2 separate regions of the Sus scrofa genome follow, and region 2 is linked to region 1. The links are chromatin contacts, called in public Hi-C maps. All regions are on one chromosome and are shown on one strand. The core of a region is the stretch at or near the end of the contact, and the rest is flanking DNA. Distances in the headings are between cores, read along the strand shown.

Region 1 (6,262 bases), core at 2,346-4,845:
TGAGTCGCTCTGTGAAAACGTCGGTGTTCCAAGGTTTTGTTAAAAAGAGCTGAGTTCGAGAGGGCGGGCTGTGCGCCTCCCAGCTCTCGACACAGACGAGCTTAGAGTCCGTGGCAGTGGGACCCCACTTGAGCCAGCCAGTTTTGTGGCACTGCGTCTTTAGCTGCCCGTGTGAAAAACAAAAGCAGACGCCAGCCACTGTCTCTTCTCCATCCGCAAGGTGCTTCATCCCAGCCTGATCGGTGCCCTCCCGCCTGGAACAGCTCACATCAGGAATTTTACGGATGCTCATCCTAGAACTCCGCTTTTTAATTTACTTTCGATTTTATTTTGTTTTCTGTCTTTTTGTCCTTTTAGGGCCGCACCCGTGGCATGTGGATGTCCCCAGGCCAGGGTTTGTTTTATTCATTTATTTATGTATTTTCCGCTGTACAGCACGGGGACCAGGTTACACATACATGCATACATACTTTTCCCTCCTATTGTTTGTTGTGTTGCGATGTAAGTGTCTAGGCTGCTGGCCTACACCACGGCCGAGCCACGTCTGCAGCCTGTACCATAGCTCCCGGCAACGCCGGCTCCTTAACCCACTGAGCGAGGCCAGGGATCAAACCCGCAACCGTGATTGCTACCTCATGGTTCCTAGTCGGATTCGTTTCCATCTCCCCCCCCCCCCTTTTTTTTTTCCTTGTCTTTTTGCCATTTCTTGGGCCACTCCTGCGGCATATGGAGATTCCCAGGCTAGGGGTCGAATCGGAGCTGTAGCCGCCGGCCTACACACAGCCACAGCAACACGGGATCCGAGCCACATCTGCAACCCACACCACCACTCACGGCAACGCTGGATCCTTAACTCACTGAGCAGGGCCAGGGATCAAACCCGCAACCCCATGGTTCCTAGTTGAATTCGTTAACCACCAAGCCATGACAGGAACTCCCGTTTCCATCTTTTTAAAAAGTAAAAGCGAATGTTTTCTCACTTGTAACTGAATGCCTTCTTACTTAAAGACTAGAAGGCATTCCTTTTATCCTGTTCAGTAAGCTCAGACGTCCTGTCTGTGGTTTGGGGAGAGGTGTCACAAGCAGTGTAGTGCTGGTCTGGGAGTACTTGAAAGCTGCTTCCTGCAGGGGGATCCTGAGTTAGGTTAGACACCCGTTTCATTGGCTTCCCCCAGGTAGAAAGAAAGAGATGCTCTCCCTCTTGGCTGCCCTAACTTGCCGAGGAACTGGTGTTAGTATCCCCTGAGCACAGCTGTACTGGGTGACTGGCGTGTCTGCCAGGCGGGCAACCAGGGGCACCCAGCTGTACATCGCATTGCAAGGGAGACTCCGTTTCCTCATCCACATGGGTTGTATTAAACATTAGAGATCCTAAGAAACGAAGGCTTTCCTTGAGCACCTGCATATGAACGTACCTAACAGGTCGCCCTTGCGTTTTACCCTGTGACCTTGTCACACGCTGGGAGAGGGGAGTGGAAGAGCGTGTGGAGAGTACTTTTTTTTTTTTTTTTTTTTTTGGTCTTTTTGCCTTTTCTTGGGCCGCTCCCGCGGCATATGGAGGTTCCCAGGCTAGGGGGCGAATCGGAGCTAGAGCCACCGGCCTACACCACAGCCACAGCAACGCGGGATCCGAGTCGCATCTGCAACCTACAGTACAGTTCATGGCAACGCCGGATCGTTAACCCACTGAGCAAGGGCAGGGACCGAACCCGCAACCTCATGGTTCCTAGTCGGATTCGTTAACCACTGCGCCACGACGGGAACTCCCTGGAGAGTTCTTTTGAGGCAACAGTTCTGTCAAATCCATTTCATTGCTACCACATGGTCTTGATTTTACCAGATTTTAATGGTAGAGGGAAGTGCTGCCATTGATGTTACCTTACACTTGCTTTTAGGTCTTTGTTAATTATACATTAATGCCTTTGTGGGAAAACATTTATGGTTTCCAATTACCCTCAAACAAACAAACAAACAAAAAACCTCCCCTCCTTTTGTGGGGGTGAAGGTTCCAAGTCTTACCACCCCCGCCCTCAGCCTGATGTGAATGGGAGGTGTTTCCAGGCTTGAGATAGTTGCTGGCTGTCAGCTAGATCAGCAGAGGCAAGCAGGGCCCGGAAGATGTTGCTGAGAGAAGGGGCGGGAAAACAGGTATGTGTGTGTTAACATCTATAATAAGCAAGGTCACTCGCCTGCCTTGGTAGATGTACTGAAAATAAAGTCTTAACGAATACGCACAGGTGAGGTTGGGCTCATGTAATACTTGTCTCGCTGATACCGTGATCTTGGGCTCTGTTAGTTGTTAGTGTTCGTGACCTTACAAGTAGCGCTTGACTCTTGATTTGTTTCCCTAGGCAAGAAATTATAGAGCAGCTTCTATCAAATATTTTCCACAAGGAGAAAAATGAACCAGCCATAGTCAGTGCAATCCAGGTACTGCTGACTCTACTTGAGACTCGACGACCAACGTGAGTTTCCCTTCTCTCTTAGAAAGTGAGCCTTTGGGGTTTGCTTTAAGAATTTTTCAAAGCGAAGCATTAAGTTATTGGTTGATAGCTACAATATCACGCCCTTAAATTTCAGGTGCTGAATCTTTTTCTGCTATATAAATAGTTTTATATGAATGCGATACGTAGATGTAGTTTAAAAATACGGTTTGGTGAATACTGCTGGCAGTATTTGGGTTTTTGTAGTAGTTCCCAAAATGCTACTGTAATAAACAAAAATATGCAGAATAGCTCAAACACAAGAGAAGCTTATTTCTTGCTCACGAAAATTGAGGGTAGCTGTTCCTGGTTGCTGTGCACTCTCCAAGCGGCAGTTCAGGGACTCTTTGCATCTGTGCTTCCTTCCAGTGCAGACTGGCCTGAGGCTTCGGGCTGGGGGGTTTCATGTGTGAGGCAGTACAGGCCATTAGGCTGTTAAAAACAGATGGCGGGTGGAGGCCTTCAGACACATTCTGTGCTGTGTGTTTCAGAATCAGAAATACGGCCTCTTTTTCCTATTTGTGTGCTCTGGAAAAGCCGTTTAATATTTGTCAGACTTTATTTTTTACAGTTGATACCTAAAACTAATTTCCTTAGTAATTGTCAGAGTTCTCTAATTGATTCCTAGAGCATGAGAATTTGAAGAAGTGTATATATCTGTGTGTGTGTGTGTGTGTGTGTGTGTGTGTGTGTTCCAGGAATGTGGGGTTTAGAGAGAGGAATTTGTATTTTTTACCCATTCTTGGATCCATCCAGTAAACCAGAGGGCAGGAGGAGAGACGAGGTCTCCTGTCAACATATGAAAATACAGCCGTTACTCTTAATGATGTCATCTGGTTTCTGGCAAAATAGTAAACATAGTCTTAACCAATCTTCGCCTCCCAAAGTTCCTGTCTCTGTTCCTGGTTTTTTAATCTTTGCTTAATGATAATACATGGGCAGCGTGGCAGCACCGCTTCAAGTATGTTGTAATTTTGGGAGTGTAGCTGCAGTTTTGACTTTGTCTGTGTCTTCCCTGGTAAATCTTATCTTCAGTAATGTAATCAGTAACCTAAGGTATTACTCAAGTGGTACAGGACTGGTATCTTGCTACTCATGCCACAAGGCAGTTGCATCATCTCTGAAACTGGTTAAAAAGCAGGAGAGCTGCTGCTGTGAGACATATTGATGACTCTGGCTTGAGAAAGGAATAAATCAGAAAAGGGAAACAGGTTTGCTCATGGAAGAGAAAAAACCCACATAATTGCACAACTTAGAGCAAATGGAGGCAATACAACAATAAAAGCAATGATAGGAGGAGATTTCTCATCAGGAGTAAGTTATCCTTAGAGCACAAAGGTGCAAATACTAAGCAAGACTAAATTTAAAGAGGGTGGGGACAGGGGTGGGGAGGCGACCAAGATCTTAGCGTGTCCTTATGAGATTTCTGAATCCCTAGGATAAAGAGTAAATCCTAAAAATATTCGGATAAGAAAAAATCAGGTTAACTTCAAAGCAAGTCGGGTTGCCAGACATCTCCCTTATAAAGCTGAATACTCAATGAAGAGTAGGGGACAGGATCGTGACCCTGAAATACTTGGGTCGCTGTGTGAGGACAAGAGGAGTTTTCAAGCATATGGGACCTCATTGTTCCGTCTGTGTTCTGTTCCTGTGGTAAATTACTTGGAGATGGACTTTACCAAAGCCAGACAAAAATAAGGTAGCATAAAGAACTTAAGGAACTATATTGGTGAAGTTGACAACGAAATGAAACGGGCATGGGAAAACTAATGTGAGTATTAAAATCATGCTGAGTGAATAACTGATGGAGTTCCTGCTGTGGCTTCAGCGGGTGAAGAACCCGATGTTGTCTCTGTGGGGATGCGCGTTTGACCCCTGGCCTCGCCCAGTGGGTTGAGGATCTGGTGTGGCCGTGGCTCTGGCGCAGGCCGGCATCTGCAGCTCCAGTTCAACCCCAGCCTGAGAACTTCCACCTGCCGCGGGTGTGGCCCTAAAAGGAGTGTGGGGGATGAATAATTGAGTAAGTCAAATGTTGAAAAAAATGTGGTAAATTCCAGATTATTTTAATAAAACTCAAAAAATAAGGAGAAAGGGATGTTTGTGCACAATGTAGTTCTTCTGCCGAGGAGCTCTGGGGTACTTTGAAATACAGTTTCCTTGCTCCTCTGAAAAAGTTATAGTTCAGATATGTTTTATGAACCATGCAGGATGCTGATGGGTATGTAATGGGCAGAGCACCTCCAGTGCGGGGAGAGCAAAGAGACGCGGGACTTGGCACACATCCGTGAGCCCCTCAAGAAATGCTGGGGCCAAGTGGCTGAGAGGCCAGAGAAAGGCGCCCTTGCAGTGTAGCCTTGGGGGGAAATGCACGGTCCCCCGCCCCCGATCCTCCTCCATTCTTGCCCCTGGAGAAGGGAGGTCAACGCCGAAACCCGAAGGTGCAGGTGAAGGCCATTAGCGGTGGGAGGAAGGGACCAGGGAAAAACCTCTCTCCCACAGGACAGGCAGGGACACATGCAGGCCCGGGCTACCAGAGACCCCCGGCACGGAAGTAAGGGCAGGGTCTCTGAGGGGGCCCCACCCCTGCAGCCCAGGGACACTCCGCTGCCTGAGAGCAGGCGGAGCCAGAGCGGCAGGGCTCTTCTCCCTGCAGCCCTCCCTCTGGGCCGCCCTACGGGGAGCAGCAGCTGCTGGCAAGGAAGGGCTGGCGGGTGGCAGGGTGACAGGCGGCTGGCGGGCATGGAAGACCTTCAGCTCGGGCGGGGCCGACATGGAGGAAAACCTGGCAGCCCAGCCCCAGCTGTGAAGACAGAGTAGCTGGGGTCAGATGGGAAGTCTTTAATGCCCTGAGAGAAATCAGTCGCACAGCAGCAGCTCGGCCGCCAAGATAGACGGATCCCCAAACCCACACGCGAGACCCGCTTCGATCAGTTTCTCTCGTCTTCACGGCATCTCCCTGTTTCAGCCAAAACTTGCAGGACAGAGAGGCAGGATGCAAAGAGCGCCAGCAAACGCTCAGGAAAGAGGCATATTCAGTAGAACCAGATTCACATGTGTTGGGATGGTCAGGCCTGGAATTTAAAATAACTGTGATTAACATGTTAGAGGCTTGTGGGAAAAGTGGACAGTATGCGAACAGATGGAAAATTTTAGTAGCGACACGAAAGTTTCTAGGGAAATGCTAGAAGCGAAAAGAGACAGCAAATGGCGAGTGTCTCTGGGCGTATTTGTCACCTCTGACGTCGCCGAGTTTCCAGTCAGTGTGGACGTTAGGCATGACTTCTACCGAGGGGCGAAGAGTTAAACCCAAGAGATGGCTGCTTCGTGAGGTCCGGTACGTACCGCGCGCCCAGACCCCGCGCCGATAGCATCCGCCAGTAAGAGGAGGCAGGGCTGCCTGGAGAACTGGCTGGTGCTAGGACCGGGCTAAGCGGTGCATGCGAGGAGCCCGGAGCATCGTGTGGCGCCGCGAGGAAGGAAGGGCGCGACGAAGCCGCGCCGTGGGGCTGCGGGAGGGCTCCGGGGCCAGCGGGAAAGGCTCTGGTCAGCCAAAGCTGCCGTCCCTTGCTCACCGCATAAAGTGGTGCTGTGTCAAAGCAGAGTGTGAAACATCCAAGCCGACAGAAATAAACGATTGGGCGGCCGTGCGGGGAGTTGGGCACAGCTTCCTTCCAAAGATCGCAGCACGGAGGGAGTCAAAGAGAACCGGACGGGTAGTCTGTCAGTAGCAAACTCAAGTTTGACGGAGAAAGCTGACCGCTACGAGCTCAGCCAGGTGA
Region 2 (5,527 bases), core at 122-2,621, 75 kb before region 1:
AGACCTCCCTGCCCCGAGCCCTCATTCTGACTCTCCCCTGAGCACCGGTGCTGGTGATTTCCCCCTAGGCAGGGTGGCACTGGTCTCAAGGCCCGGAGACCCGGTCACTTCGGACACTTCCTCTCCCGCCCCGTGTCTCTCTCAGAACAACCCAACCTGTTCCAAGGCCCCACCTTGGGGTCTCAGGTCTCCGGGAGTTAGCGCAGAGCTCTGCTCTCGCTGTCCTGAGGGTCGGATTGCCTCCGGCTCAGGAAGACCCCACCACTCTGTGACTGGAGGAGTCTGACGTCAGAGCCGGGACCCTCTGCTCCCCACGCACCCCCGCAGGCTGGGCATAGACTAAGTGCACACTAGGGCTGCCCACGAGCACTAGTGCCCCTAGCACTCTCTCCCCCGCAGCGGGCCCCGCAAGCCTCCCCCCACCGCATGCAGTTGATTTACACGTGACCATACACGGCGTTTTGCCGGCTTTTAGGAAGGAGGCCGCATCTCCAAGCGTCGGCTCTCTCTGGGGTGGCTCTCTTTAGGAGCAGGGGGCGGGGGGAGATGGCTGAGTGGGCTGTCTCGGGGAGGGCGGGGAGTGGCAGGGCGCCAGAGGAGAATTTTGGGAGAAGCTCGCGTGTCAATCCTTCCGCAAGGCAAAACGAGGACTCCTATCTTCCCGCAATCTGGTCCCTCGCGGAGGCTGGGGAGTCGGCGTAAGCTGTATGGGACTCCCCACCTTCACTCTGATAGACTCCCAGTGCGGGCACCCAGGGAAAGGAGCGTGACTTTGACCAGGAAAGTCCCACACCCCCCTTCTAAAAGTCTACAGTGGAGAATGCGGGCATCGATCCCGCTACCTCTCACATGCTAAGCGAGCGCTCTACCACTTGAGCTAATTCCCCAACCCTGGCTAATTTCCGCCGCCGAAACACATTGTGGCTCACGTCATCACCGGTTTCCTTCAGGCCCTCGGGCCCGCCTGCCCGCCCTCCGGTCTTGGTACCCCATTGGTTCCCTTGCAGTTCCCATCTCTATGGCCATGATTGGTTTGGCTCATTTTAGTTTTAAAAAGCATTGGCTATCGGATTGGTGGTCCGAAGCGTCGGTCAAGCGGAGGCCCTGCTGTTGCTACGGCGTAGGGGGACCCAGCCAGGTTTCTCTCGGTTTCTGATTTGTTTCTCCAGACTCCCGGGTCCTAGAGGTTCCGGAACCGTCAAGTCCATGGGAAAAGGATGAGCCCCTCTCGCTTGACTGACGAGGTCTGCCAGCCAATCGGCGTGCGTGCAACGGGGCCGCAGGGTGATCCAATAGGTTACAGGGGGCGGGAGAGGGAGGCCAATGAGCGCGGGACTGGGGGCGGGGCCAGGGCCATGATTGGCCGTGAGGCGGCCGGAGGGAGGGCGGGGGGAACTCAAGGCCTGCTTGATACGTCCGCCATTTTGGGCGCTTCGCTGATGGTGTCGGTGAGCGCGTTTCCCGCCTGAGCGCAACTAGCGGCGAGTCGCGGGCACCTCCAGGTAATGAGGGGGAGGGGGCGGCGGAGCGGGCCGTCGCGCGGGGTGCGCGGCGCGCGGGCGGCGGGGCGGCCCCTCCGCCCGGCCTCGGCGGCGCGGGGAGGGAGCGTCCCGGCCCCCTCCCCTCCCCCCCGGAATTCGCCGCTCCGCGGCCGGGGAGGCGCGGCGCCCCGGCTCCGGGGCCGTCCCCGCCCGCGCCTGTCAGCCGCCCGGCTCGCCCGCTGCGGGCCGCGGGGGCCGCGCCGGGCCGGGCGCCGAGGCGGGACGAGGGCCCGGCGGCGAACTTTGCGCCCGCGCGGACGTCCGCGGCCTGGCGCGGCGGCGACCGGGCGCGCCCCTAGCCCGGCGGGGCCCGCTCCGCCCCGGCCGGCGGCCCCGAGCGCCGCCCGCCGGCCCCGGAGAACTTCGCTGGGCGCGGGCCCCGGAGCGTGTCAAGTTAAGGCGGCCGCTCGCCGGAGCCTCGCGAAGGCCATTGTTGGACTCCGCTCTCCGGGAAACAAGTTCTGTGGGTTTCTGCTCCTTCGCCGCAGAGTCATCGGAATACGCAGAGCCGGGCCCGGAGTATTTAAATCTCCTTCCGAGCGATTTTTTTTCCACTCCGGTGCTGCGACTCCAGCGTAGACCTGGTCGCGAAGGTCTCCCTGGCGAATATGAGCTTGCGGGGGGCTGGGGGGTGGTCCTTCTTTCGGCAGCAAGAACCTCCCTCTTAAAGAAGCTCTCTCGCCGTTAACTTGGAGGGGTTTCCTCCTCCGTCCCGCCTGCTCTCGGCACAACTTGGACCCTTGGTTGTGCGTAGACCGAGCGAGTCCTTGGAGGTCCCTGTGTGTCCTGACGTCTCAGCCTCAGAGCTTCGTGCAGTGCTCTCGATTCTTACTTTCTCCGTGGGTCGGGTCGAGCTTTGTTTATATTTTGCTTTTATGGGAGGGGCACTTTCGTCCTCGCCGCACTTGTTAACGAGGCTCTTGTCGTATTTTGTGAACGGGAGGCTTACTTGGGTTTTGTCCTCAAGGTCAAGTTGCAGGTAGGCAGCCAGTGGGAAAGCGAGTCCAGGTTTCCAGCCGCTGGAGTCTCCTAAGTGGTGCTGGTGCCTGCGCTCTCTTTGCTCTCGAGTTAGACTGCCTGGTTTCACATCTTGGCTTCATCACTTTCTTCACTGCTGCTTCTGTAACTGTGTCTGCCTCCTGAGTTTGCCAGGAGTAAATGAGTTAATACGTGTAAAGCAGCTACAAATGGTGCCTGGCACGAAGAATCAGCTTAGAAATTAATGGCTATTATTAGGTTTGATGTTTTAAATATTTATATACCATTAGGAAGGTAAATGAGTGTTTTCAGTCCTGGCTTTGGGCGAGTGTCTTTAGAAAGGTCTGTGTATTTAGAGTCATTTGGGCTGAGACAGTGACCTGGAAGTGTATTGTAATTTTTTTCAGGGGAGGAGTGGTTGAAGATTCGTTAAGTTGCAAACGTTTCCTGGAGTAATGAGCCCTGGTGCTTCAGAATGGTTAGTTTCAGAGATGGTTAAATAGGGAAAAGCTCCCCAGGAGCTCCAGTTGGATTCTCTTCCTGCTGTACTTTTGGATACTACTTCTGAAGTGTGATTGGCCCCCAAATCAATAGCTCCCGAGCTTCTCAGGGTACTCTTGGTTCTTACCGAGGCTCGGGAGGTTCCTGTGTGTTGAACTTCACTGTGTATGTGCTTCAGTGACGATAGTTTGGGCAATAACTGTTTTCCCGGAGGGGTGCTTTGGAAGCTGTTTTATATCTCAGTATATCTGATCAGGGAGTCTAGAATAGCTAACAAAATGCCATCCACTAAGTCACACATGTACTCCCAGGCTTTTAATTCCTGCCCTGTGCTCTTCTCTCTGGTGCTGGAACCACGCTCGCCTCCCCCCGTGTTCCTTGCCTGGGACCGGGCTGCTTTGCTGCACAGGCAGTGTCACTCGGGTGGACTCAGTCTTAAGTGGAGAGGGGCGTCTTGCGGGTGTAACTCACTGAAGATCAGGAGGGAGACTGCTTTAGACAAGAAACCGAGCTTTGCATAAAGTATAGCAAAACAAAAACTTTCTGGTTTCAATTAACGACTTGGGAATTTGAGAATCAGACCATAACAGGGCAGAAAATGAACAGTGATGAAATGAAGACTCAACAAAGGTGAGGTTTGCTTCTTAAAGATAAATTTTTGCATTGATTTGGTACAAAGATAATGCGCTTGTTACAGAGAAGACCTCTTTCTTCTTAAAACAGTATTTGTCAGGATTAGTGTTTAGTTTGCTTCTGTGATAACCTTGGATCTTGTGGTTTTATATTTTAGATACTGAGAGGCAGCCTGAGTATATATTGGTCTACACTTTTACAACTTTTTATTACTCTAAGGAAGAATGATACTGACAGTGAAGTTCTAATCATCCGCTCAAGTAAAACTCAGCGTTGAGTTTATTTCATAAAAGCACCAGGGGCTGTGGTTGATCCTCCTCAGCAGTCAAGATCTGAGCCTGATGTGGGCTGAGTTAGTTACCTTTTCTTAGGTGAGATGGACAGAAAAAATAGATCTGGCCTTGGCTTCGAAGCAGCTGTCTTATTTCTTTCCTTTTTTTAAGAGAACCTCGAAAGGTTTTTTGTTTGTTTTGTCTTTTTAGGGCAGTACCGCTGCATATGGAAGTTCTGAGGCTGGGGGTTGAATCAGAGCTGCAGCTGCTGACCTACGCCACAGCGACAGCAACGCGGGATCCTTAATCCTCTGAGCCAGGCCAGGCCAGGCATCGAACCTGTGTCCTCATGGATACTGGTCGGGTTCCTTACCACTGCACCACAATGGGAACTCCAAGAGGTTGGTTTTTTATTTACTCTAGATCAGTGGTTCTCAACCAGGGGGTGATTTTGCCCCGAAGAAACATTTGGCAATGTCTGGAGACATTTCTGTGTGTCAGCCTGTGGGGCTGGGCAATGTACTGTTGGCTTCTAGAGGCTAGAGACCAGGGGTGTTGCTAAACATCCCATGACACACAAGGCGGCTCCCCTCTGCCCCCAGCAAGACAGTCACCCAGCCCCAAGTATCAGTACTGCTGAGGCTGAGGAACCCCGCTCTAGACGGATGCCAGACTGCTCTGCACCAGAATCGTTTGGGGTACTTTCTAAGACTGTGGGTGATGGACCCACCTCAAGAAATTTGTGGTGAGAATGAGAAAATGTTTTTATTTGTTTTTTATTAGGGACGCACCTGTGGCATACGGATGCTCCCAGGCCAGGGGTCGAATTGGAGCTACAGCTGCCAGCCTACACCACAGCCACAGCCACTCCAGATCCGAGCCTTGTCTTTGATGTAAACCACAGCTCACAGCAATGCTGGATCCTTAACCCACTGATGGAGGCCAGGGATTGAACCCGAGTCCTCATGGATATTAGTTGGGTTCGTTACTGCTAAGCCGCAACCGGAACTCCAGAAAATATGTTTTTTCTTTAAGGCTGCACCTGCGGCATATGGGAGTTCCCAAGCGAGGGGTCGAATTGGAGCTGTAACTGCTGCCTTACACCACACCTGCGACCTACACCGGAGCCCACCCCAGCGCCACCTCCTTAATCGAGCAAGGCCAGGGATCACACTTGCATCCTCATGGATACTAGTCGTGTTCTTTACCTGCTGAGCCACAATGAGAACGCTTGGAAAATATTTTTAAAAGCTCCCCGTGCAATACGGAAGTGCAGCTAGGTTTTGGAACCACAGGTTTTAGGCACCGCTTGTGGGTCAAGGAATGCTCCGTGTCCTGTGTGAGCTGCAGCTATGCCTAGATCTTACCTTGGAGATTACCGAGTAGTGGGGAACGCTACATTATTTTCACGACTGCACTTTAAAAGAGATTTTAAATGATTCTGCTTTATAAAATAATTGAGAATTTTTTTTCCTGGTTGCTTTGTGGGGCTACCCCACCATGTTGTGCTGAAACTTTGGGCTCTCAGGTGTTTGCGGTTCATGCCTGTACTGAGTAATTTTATCCTACTGTGATTTTTGAGTTTTGGTGTCTTTTGCCCCC

Evidence for each region. Hi-C and Micro-C count contacts between places; a contact is called where the count stands out from the background.
Region 2: a contact with region 1 is called in a Hi-C map of embryonic fibroblasts, with 2.1 times the contacts expected there. The contact joins the promoter of PPP6R3 here to the enhancer-like site in region 1. A contact is called at or near these places in 2 of 47 Hi-C or Micro-C datasets (embryonic fibroblasts and liver) and 2 of 2 datasets of contacts at active chromatin or transcription factors (alveolar macrophages and skeletal muscle).

The regions. Positions count from the first base shown.
Region 1 is chr2:4,445,539-4,451,800 of Sscrofa11.1, reverse strand. It overlaps PPP6R3 (serine/threonine-protein phosphatase 6 regulatory subunit 3), which reads left to right. Exons shown (of 26, transcript XM_021082696.1): 9 at 2,352-2,465. Among named protein-coding and RNA genes, the nearest start is that of PPP6R3, 75 kb to the left of the region's middle. Within about 2 kb of position 3,595, at least 7 of the 83 cell types and tissues checked have an H3K27ac peak or open chromatin away from gene starts, as enhancers often do. A contact at or near this core is called in alveolar macrophages, embryonic fibroblasts and liver, where this site is marked.
Region 2 is chr2:4,519,265-4,524,791 of Sscrofa11.1, reverse strand. It overlaps PPP6R3 (serine/threonine-protein phosphatase 6 regulatory subunit 3), which reads left to right and starts at 1,371. Exons shown (of 26, transcript XM_021082696.1): 1 at 1,371-1,502. It overlaps TRNAA-AGC (a tRNA gene), which reads right to left and starts at 887; the gene lies at 815-887.